Linked DNA regions of Zea mays: region 1 is linked to region 2. The links are chromatin contacts, called in public Hi-C maps. All regions are on one chromosome and are shown on one strand. The core of a region is the stretch at or near the end of the contact, and the rest is flanking DNA. Distances in the headings are between cores, read along the strand shown. Region 1 holds the start of LOC100381485 (ARP protein (REF)). Region 2 holds the start of LOC100283948.

Region 1 (3,340 bases), core at 215-2,714, 550 kb before region 2:
ATTTTCCTCTGAGAAATCAACGACAGTCACAAATAAACCCCTCCTTGCAAAAGCAATACAAAGTGCTTTCCCTGAAAAGAGAGCTCTTAAGTTAATACATTAAAAGGTACCTACCCGGACTGGTGACTGAAGGGAGAGACTAAACCCATAAGACGGAGCAGAATCTACCGTGAAAAATTTCCTCACATTAAACTAAAGGTCTAAGATCTAGATATCAATCAATAATCAGTGTAATACCAAACCTATTCGCTATCATCAACTGGGTATAAGCAATCTGGTTCTATGGTCAGCTAGAACATACAGAGGCTACTTTAATCCAGTGTTACTGGTACACGTCAACTTTCAGTTTCGTTTAAACCATCCTATACGTGCAGTTGCAACCTTGCGGTATCAGATCTGCCAAACAAAGAACCTTGCTATCAATTACATGCTAGTTTTCAGAAAGTTTTGAGTCTTTGGTTTTGCTGTGGGCACATATTGTTGCATGGCTGCACGTTATATGATGTGTAGTACCCAAAACAGAACTCTATTCGGCTACTTTATTTCCAGCAAACCTGCAGTTTAAAGAACACAAATCTCAAAAAAAGATTCTCTCACTAGATTTATACTATTATAATTGTGACCAATTCCAATAGTTGGCAGCTTTTGATACAGTATAATTGATACTCCGTGCAATCCGAACTAGATGTCGTTAGAATTCCAATCAGTAAAACTTCCATAGCTTTGAAATATATTTTCATAGGATAGAGCTATAATTGCATCATTTCCCAGACAGACGTATCACTAATTCACTATATTAGGTAAAGGTAACTTATTATTATTGTAACATAAGCCGTGCAGCACTGCAGCTACGTGCCCTGCACAACAATACAACTACACTGACGACCGTGATCTGAATCCAAAGGTTTCCAAAAAAAAACGTCCGCCTCCTCCATTCGACTGCTACACCGCATAATTAGCGCATCACCTCCCCAGTCACCGCATTCAGCTCAGATCGACAGAGGCGAGAAAAGCAATTCAGTCCGCGAATAAACGCGCGCTAGCCTCTCCTAGTTCGTACGAATGGATCCCTTTGTACAGGTTGAAGTAAAGCGGCACGGGGCATCGGGACTCGGGACTGAACATCGTTTCGCGAGTCGCTGGGAGCCTGGGGAAGAGGGGCGCCTCTTACCGATGCCAGAGGCGCCGCCGGTGACGAGCGCCGACATGCCGGGCTTGAGCTCCATCTCGCCGGCGCAGGGGTGGGTGGAGCGGCCGAGGAGCTGCTGAGGAATCGCAGCGGCGAAGGCGCGAAGTGCGAGATGCGAAGCGAGACGAGGCTCCGGCCGGCACGCGGAACTGCCGAGGCCGAAGTGGGGAAGGAGACGAGGCCACGGAGCTTTCGGCGCCGGTCTCCTACTCTCCTGTAATCTAAAATATCGCGCCGTATCTTCCTTTGCTGTCCCAGTTCCGTTTCATTTCGCGTGGCCCTCTGGAGTCTGGAAAGCCCAGGCATGTGACGGGGTGGGGGTGGGTACCGTCAGGTCCGTCACCGAGCACATGAAAACCGTGCTCCAACGGCTTCACTAATCACTACCTGGGGCAATAGTTTGCAGTTGGGCAGATGGTTCGTGCTCATCGGCTTATGCGTGGTTTCTTATCACGACCCTGAACGATAGATTCCACGATTTACAACACGGGAACAGCGAAAGGACAAGAGCAGGATGCAAAGACTTATGGAAGTCCAAGAGAAGGATAGGGAGTACATGGACATGCAGCTCCGACTCCGAGAAGGGAACATTAGAGATGGAGCACGTACAACTGTTGATTAATATACGTGCATGTGTGAAAATTGAGTGTATAGCTCGGTTGGATTAGTTTTTTAAACAACAAATGTGTATGTCGACAGTGAACTATGAATTATGACAAATTTAGATATTTGTCCGCCTAATAATTTTCTCATTCAGGAGTGCTCGTGGGATTGCGCAAAAAAAACATGCATAGATAGACGAAGGAAAGGAAGATGCAGGTGGAGCACGTATGACTGTTGACCAATATGTGTATGCGTGTCAATTAAGTGTAGCTTAGTTGTGGTTTATGTTACAATATTTATGATCAATCCTCTCCAAGAGATGCGATAGTTTCTCCCCAAGGAACACACTCATTGGGAATGCCCTGATTCGCTTGTATATAAACAAGATCTTCTCTGCAATAAAGAACGCATCTGTCATTCTCTCAAACTCGTTACCACTGATTGCAACACGTTATCAGCACTTGCTCGCGAAAATAGAGGGAGAAGGAGAAGAACAATCGTTGTTTTTTACAAGAACGGAGGCAGCAACCTCCAAATCGACACGAGAGGTATGGAATAAACCGTTTCCCTTCGCATCCGTCGTATGCGTGAAGTTCTCCATGTTATCGATGGGCAAGATGTTGCGATTCCCCGGTGGACGCGAACCCTGAACGACGTGTCCAAGTGCAAAATGTGCACTTTTGTGCTGTTCACGGGTGGACAACGGTCATACTGGTGCCGGTGGTTGAATGTGGTCTCCTGTAGCATCCCAAAAATTCAAATCTTGGAATTTTCTCAAACTCGCCCTAAATTCAAAATGAATTTCAAATTTCGTTTCAAAATGTTTGTTTGCAAGTTGATATCAACAAATAAATTATAGTGGTCTATATTTTCTCCAAAATCCTCCTCAAAATATCCTACAAATATTTCCTCAGTGACCCTCCTCAAATTCTTTCCAGAAATACTGCCCAGATATTTCCCCAGTAATCCACCTCAAGTTCTTTCCAGAAATATTGTCCAAATATTCCACCGATATATCTCCAAGTATTTTCCTCTTGAGAAATACCTTCAGAATCATTTTTCAAGTCCCTATAAATATTTTCTTCATAACTTTCTTCATGCTCATACGTATACGTAAGCCTCCAGTGTCATACGGTGAGCTCTACAAGCTAATCTCACTTGTACAAGACAAATACATGTTAATCTCTCACTAATCCTCTCATCCTCCCACTAATCCTCTCATCCCTCCCCCTAATCCCCCACCATGGCTATAAATAGAGGGGCAAGGGCCTCCTCTCATCCCACCCCAAGCCATTTCATGGCAACTCTCTTCCCCCCCACACACACACCCACTCCATGTTCCACACAAGCACACACTAGCACAAGGATCGTTCGATCGTTCTTCGATCGTTCGTCCCCTGTTCTTAGTTTGTTCGTTCGTCCGATCGTTCGATCGTTCGTCCGATCGTTCATGGTTCGTTCGTCCATTCGTCCGATCGTTCGATCGTTCGTCCGTTCGTTCGTCTAAATAATCTTTTTCCTACTGTTATGCTGCCGAAATTCCGATCG
Region 2 (3,229 bases), core at 369-2,868:
CTATACATATATAGTAGTTAGAGATGGCAGTTTAGGGGGTGTTTGGGAACAAAGTTTTTCTGCAGTATTGAAGCAATACTGTAGTATTGAGCAATACTGTGGTATTATATACTTTGAGGTGTTTGGAAACTCATCTGAAATCTCTGTATACTAAACTGTAGTATTGCAAATACTGCACTTGTTTTGCAGTTTTGGAAACTTTGGTCTCAGCCAAAGTTTTTCTCTGTAAAGAGAGTGCCAGCTTGGTCCCGCTCTGGCTGATTGGTCTCAACCAAAGTTTTTCCCAAACACCTTGATGTATTGAATACTGTTGTATTCGAAAACTGAAGCATTGTAAACTGTAGTAATGTCATGACTAAAGTATACTTTAGTATTTGAAAAACTGCAGTTTGAAAAAACTGTGTTCCCAAACAGGGCCTTAGATCAGGTAGAGAAAAAAAAAAACTCCTGTAATCACATCCGTGAAGTCGTCTATCTAAATCACGATCGTACCCACAGGTGTAATTTCAGACCCGCACCGGCACCCTAATCTTCAAGTGTTATCGCAGGTCATTCCTCTTCAGCTAGCTCTGAAACGACAAGCATGCTTTGCGTGGGAAAGGAATTAAAGGGTGGTAGAGATGTGTCATGACTGACGCACTCCTTCCTACGAACCGTGACACGCTCACACGCATATACTCCTTGGAAGACGGTACGGTAGCTGCCTGGAAGGCTCGCTCGTCGACCACATAACATAGCTTAATTTATCGAGCACAGACGAAAACAACAACATGCTTCAGAACTAACAGATCATAGAGCAGAGAACGATCATCTAGCTAGCTAGCTGATTAATTTAATACGGAAACCAAGTGTATGTGTTTTGCAATCACTAAACGACGACGACAGGTGATATATTGCATCGATCGTAGTAGAAGAGATGATGGCCGGAGCGGCGGCGTAGTGTACTCACGTAGGTGTTGAGCTGGCGGACGAAGGAGGAGAAGTTGCAGTGCTTGAAGTGGAGCGGGAGGAGGTCGCGCGCCAGCTCCACGGGCTTCCACACCACGAAGGAGCGGCCCTGCTCCGCCCACGAGATCACCTCGTCCGTGCCCCGCTCCTCCACCATCTGGTGCGTCTTGGTCAGGAACGGCGCCGGCCCGCCGCCCCTCTTCGACGCCGCCACGGCCGCGGCCGCTTCTCCCATCCCTCGCCGCCGGCTATGTATATAGCTCGATCGGCACGATTGGCTCTGCTTGCACGCGAACCTCACTCACCTTTGTATGTATGTATGTGTTGTATAGGCTACTAACTAGCTAGTAACTGATGACTTGTGTGTTGTTGTGTGTACGGCTGAGCTACCTAAGGGAATGAAAGAAAGAAGGTTGGTAGCTTGCTAGTAGGAGTCTGCGGCGGCGACGGCGGCCGAGAAGAGAAGGAGGGCGGTGAGGAACTCCCAGCCCCAGACGTAGAACCCGGTGACGACCGCCCTCCGCCCGCACCCGCCCGCCTCTACTCCCATGTAAGCGCCTGCGCCTGCGCCGCCGCTCGGCCGGCACGATCGGTCTGGTGCTTCCAGCTGCGTGTGGGCTCCCGGCCGGCTAGCTCTCCGCCCTGGCGTCGCGAGAGGCGCTCATCGCCTCGATCCGCCGATTTAAAGGGCGGGCTTTATCGGGGTCGGGGCCGGGGTAGCTGGACAGGACAGGAGGAGGACGGAAGTGAGGGGCTTCTCTTCACGCGCGATCGAGGGCGGCACAGGCGAGAGACCAGCGCGGTGGTTGCTTTCGGCGTTGGGCTTCTTGCTTTCTGAGTGTAGGTAGGAGTCTGTCTGGTACTGGCCACGCGCGGGTAGCGTGATGACCTCCGTCTGCTTCTTCGCGCGGGTACGTATGCTCAGCAGTCAGCTCGCCCACCCCTTTCAGCCGCTCTTCCTTGCAGCCGGCCCGCGGCCGGTCCAAATAAGAAGCTTCCACCGCTTTGTCGTCCAATATCCAGGAGCCGTGAGCCGAGCCGAGTCAAAGCGCCCGAAAATTCGTCGCTCGCCCAAGCGGGGCCCGCCGCTCCTGGCTGGCTGGCTGGCTCCCACGCACAGGAGGGAGGAGGGCCCGGCCCGTCTCGACCGCGCCAGGACGAACCGACTGTCCTTTGGATCCTCCTCGGCACCGGAATGCCTCGTCACCACCTGTGACGCTGGCGGGCGCCTGCCTCGCCGTCGCCGGGAGAGAAAGTAAACCACCCAAAGGCGCGTGGAAAATGCGCGCGCGAGCGCGGACTTGTGCTCGGAGCGCTCGTCGCACTCCACTGCGGTGCGGCACACCCCCGATTTGTCCACATCTCGCTTCCGCGGACCCCGAAGAAGCCGCGCCCGCCTGCGCGTGAGTGCTCTCACTGATGACTGATCCCTTCCCTTTCCCTACACGTACGCGCAACAGCCGCGCCAGCCAAACTTCGCTGCGGCAAATTTAAAACTCTTGGACTTTGAAAACGAAAAGTGAAAAAAAAAAGGAAACTAGCTACCGTGTGTGCAAGCCGTCGATATCGATGATGCTTGCAGTCAGATCGAATAATAAGCTGACGTACTAGCTACTTTGAATTATCGTAACTTATCACTAACTTCTAGTAGTTACTTTCATCAGCCGTTGATTTCATTTCTTCTCCGTGCCAAAACAAAAACAGATTCGAGGTAGGTGCGAACAAGATGGCTGGCTACCACGATCATTAAAGCTTGGACTTTTTCGTCGATCGGCACACGAAACGGCGCCGGGAAAGTGAAATCATCGGCCGGGCCGAGCTTGACACGCACACGCAGCCCCGGCCGGCGCGTCGACCATGCCGTCACACTGACGACGCGGATTGTACTACTGTATTTATACTAGGCGGACTTGATGTCTAATTTCATCTAGCTGTCTTTAACTACTAGTGCGCAATTAACTTTCTCTTAACTCAAATTACTTAGTAGTAATGGTCTTTGAACCCTCAACCCGTCTATATATATTGGAGGTTTATGTATAGACTTAGGGCTCGTCATCAGTCAAAAATAGCTCAGACTCTGTTTGAATGTTATGGTTTTACATAACTGTAGTACAAAGAGGTCTAGAATGGCGTTTCTAGAACTCTCCAACGACATATACTCCCTCCATCCTAAAACATTAAGTCGTTTAATTTTAGCTCTTCATTTTTTATGTCAATGTTTAAATGGATGGCGATGATGAATCTAAAAACATATATATAAAACAAACGTATTAACTATTGT

What was found. A called contact is a pair of places that touch in the nucleus more often than the background predicts.
Region 1: a Hi-C map of tassel shows a contact between it and region 2, with 2.1 times the contacts expected there. The contact joins the promoter of LOC100381485 here to the promoter of LOC100283948 in region 2. A contact is called at or near these places in 2 of 25 Hi-C or Micro-C datasets (leaf and tassel).

Annotation. Positions count from the first base shown.
Region 1 is chr7:131,725,274-131,728,613 of Zm-B73-REFERENCE-NAM-5.0, reverse strand. LOC100381485 (ARP protein (REF)) reads right to left here and starts at 1,464. Exons shown (of 18, transcript NM_001326462.1): 1 at 1,172-1,464; 2 at 1-71. The coding sequence starts at 1,226.
Region 2 is chr7:131,177,586-131,180,814 of Zm-B73-REFERENCE-NAM-5.0, reverse strand. LOC100283948 reads right to left here and starts at 1,618. Exons shown (of 2, transcript NM_001371965.1): 1 at 950-1,618. The coding sequence starts at 1,183.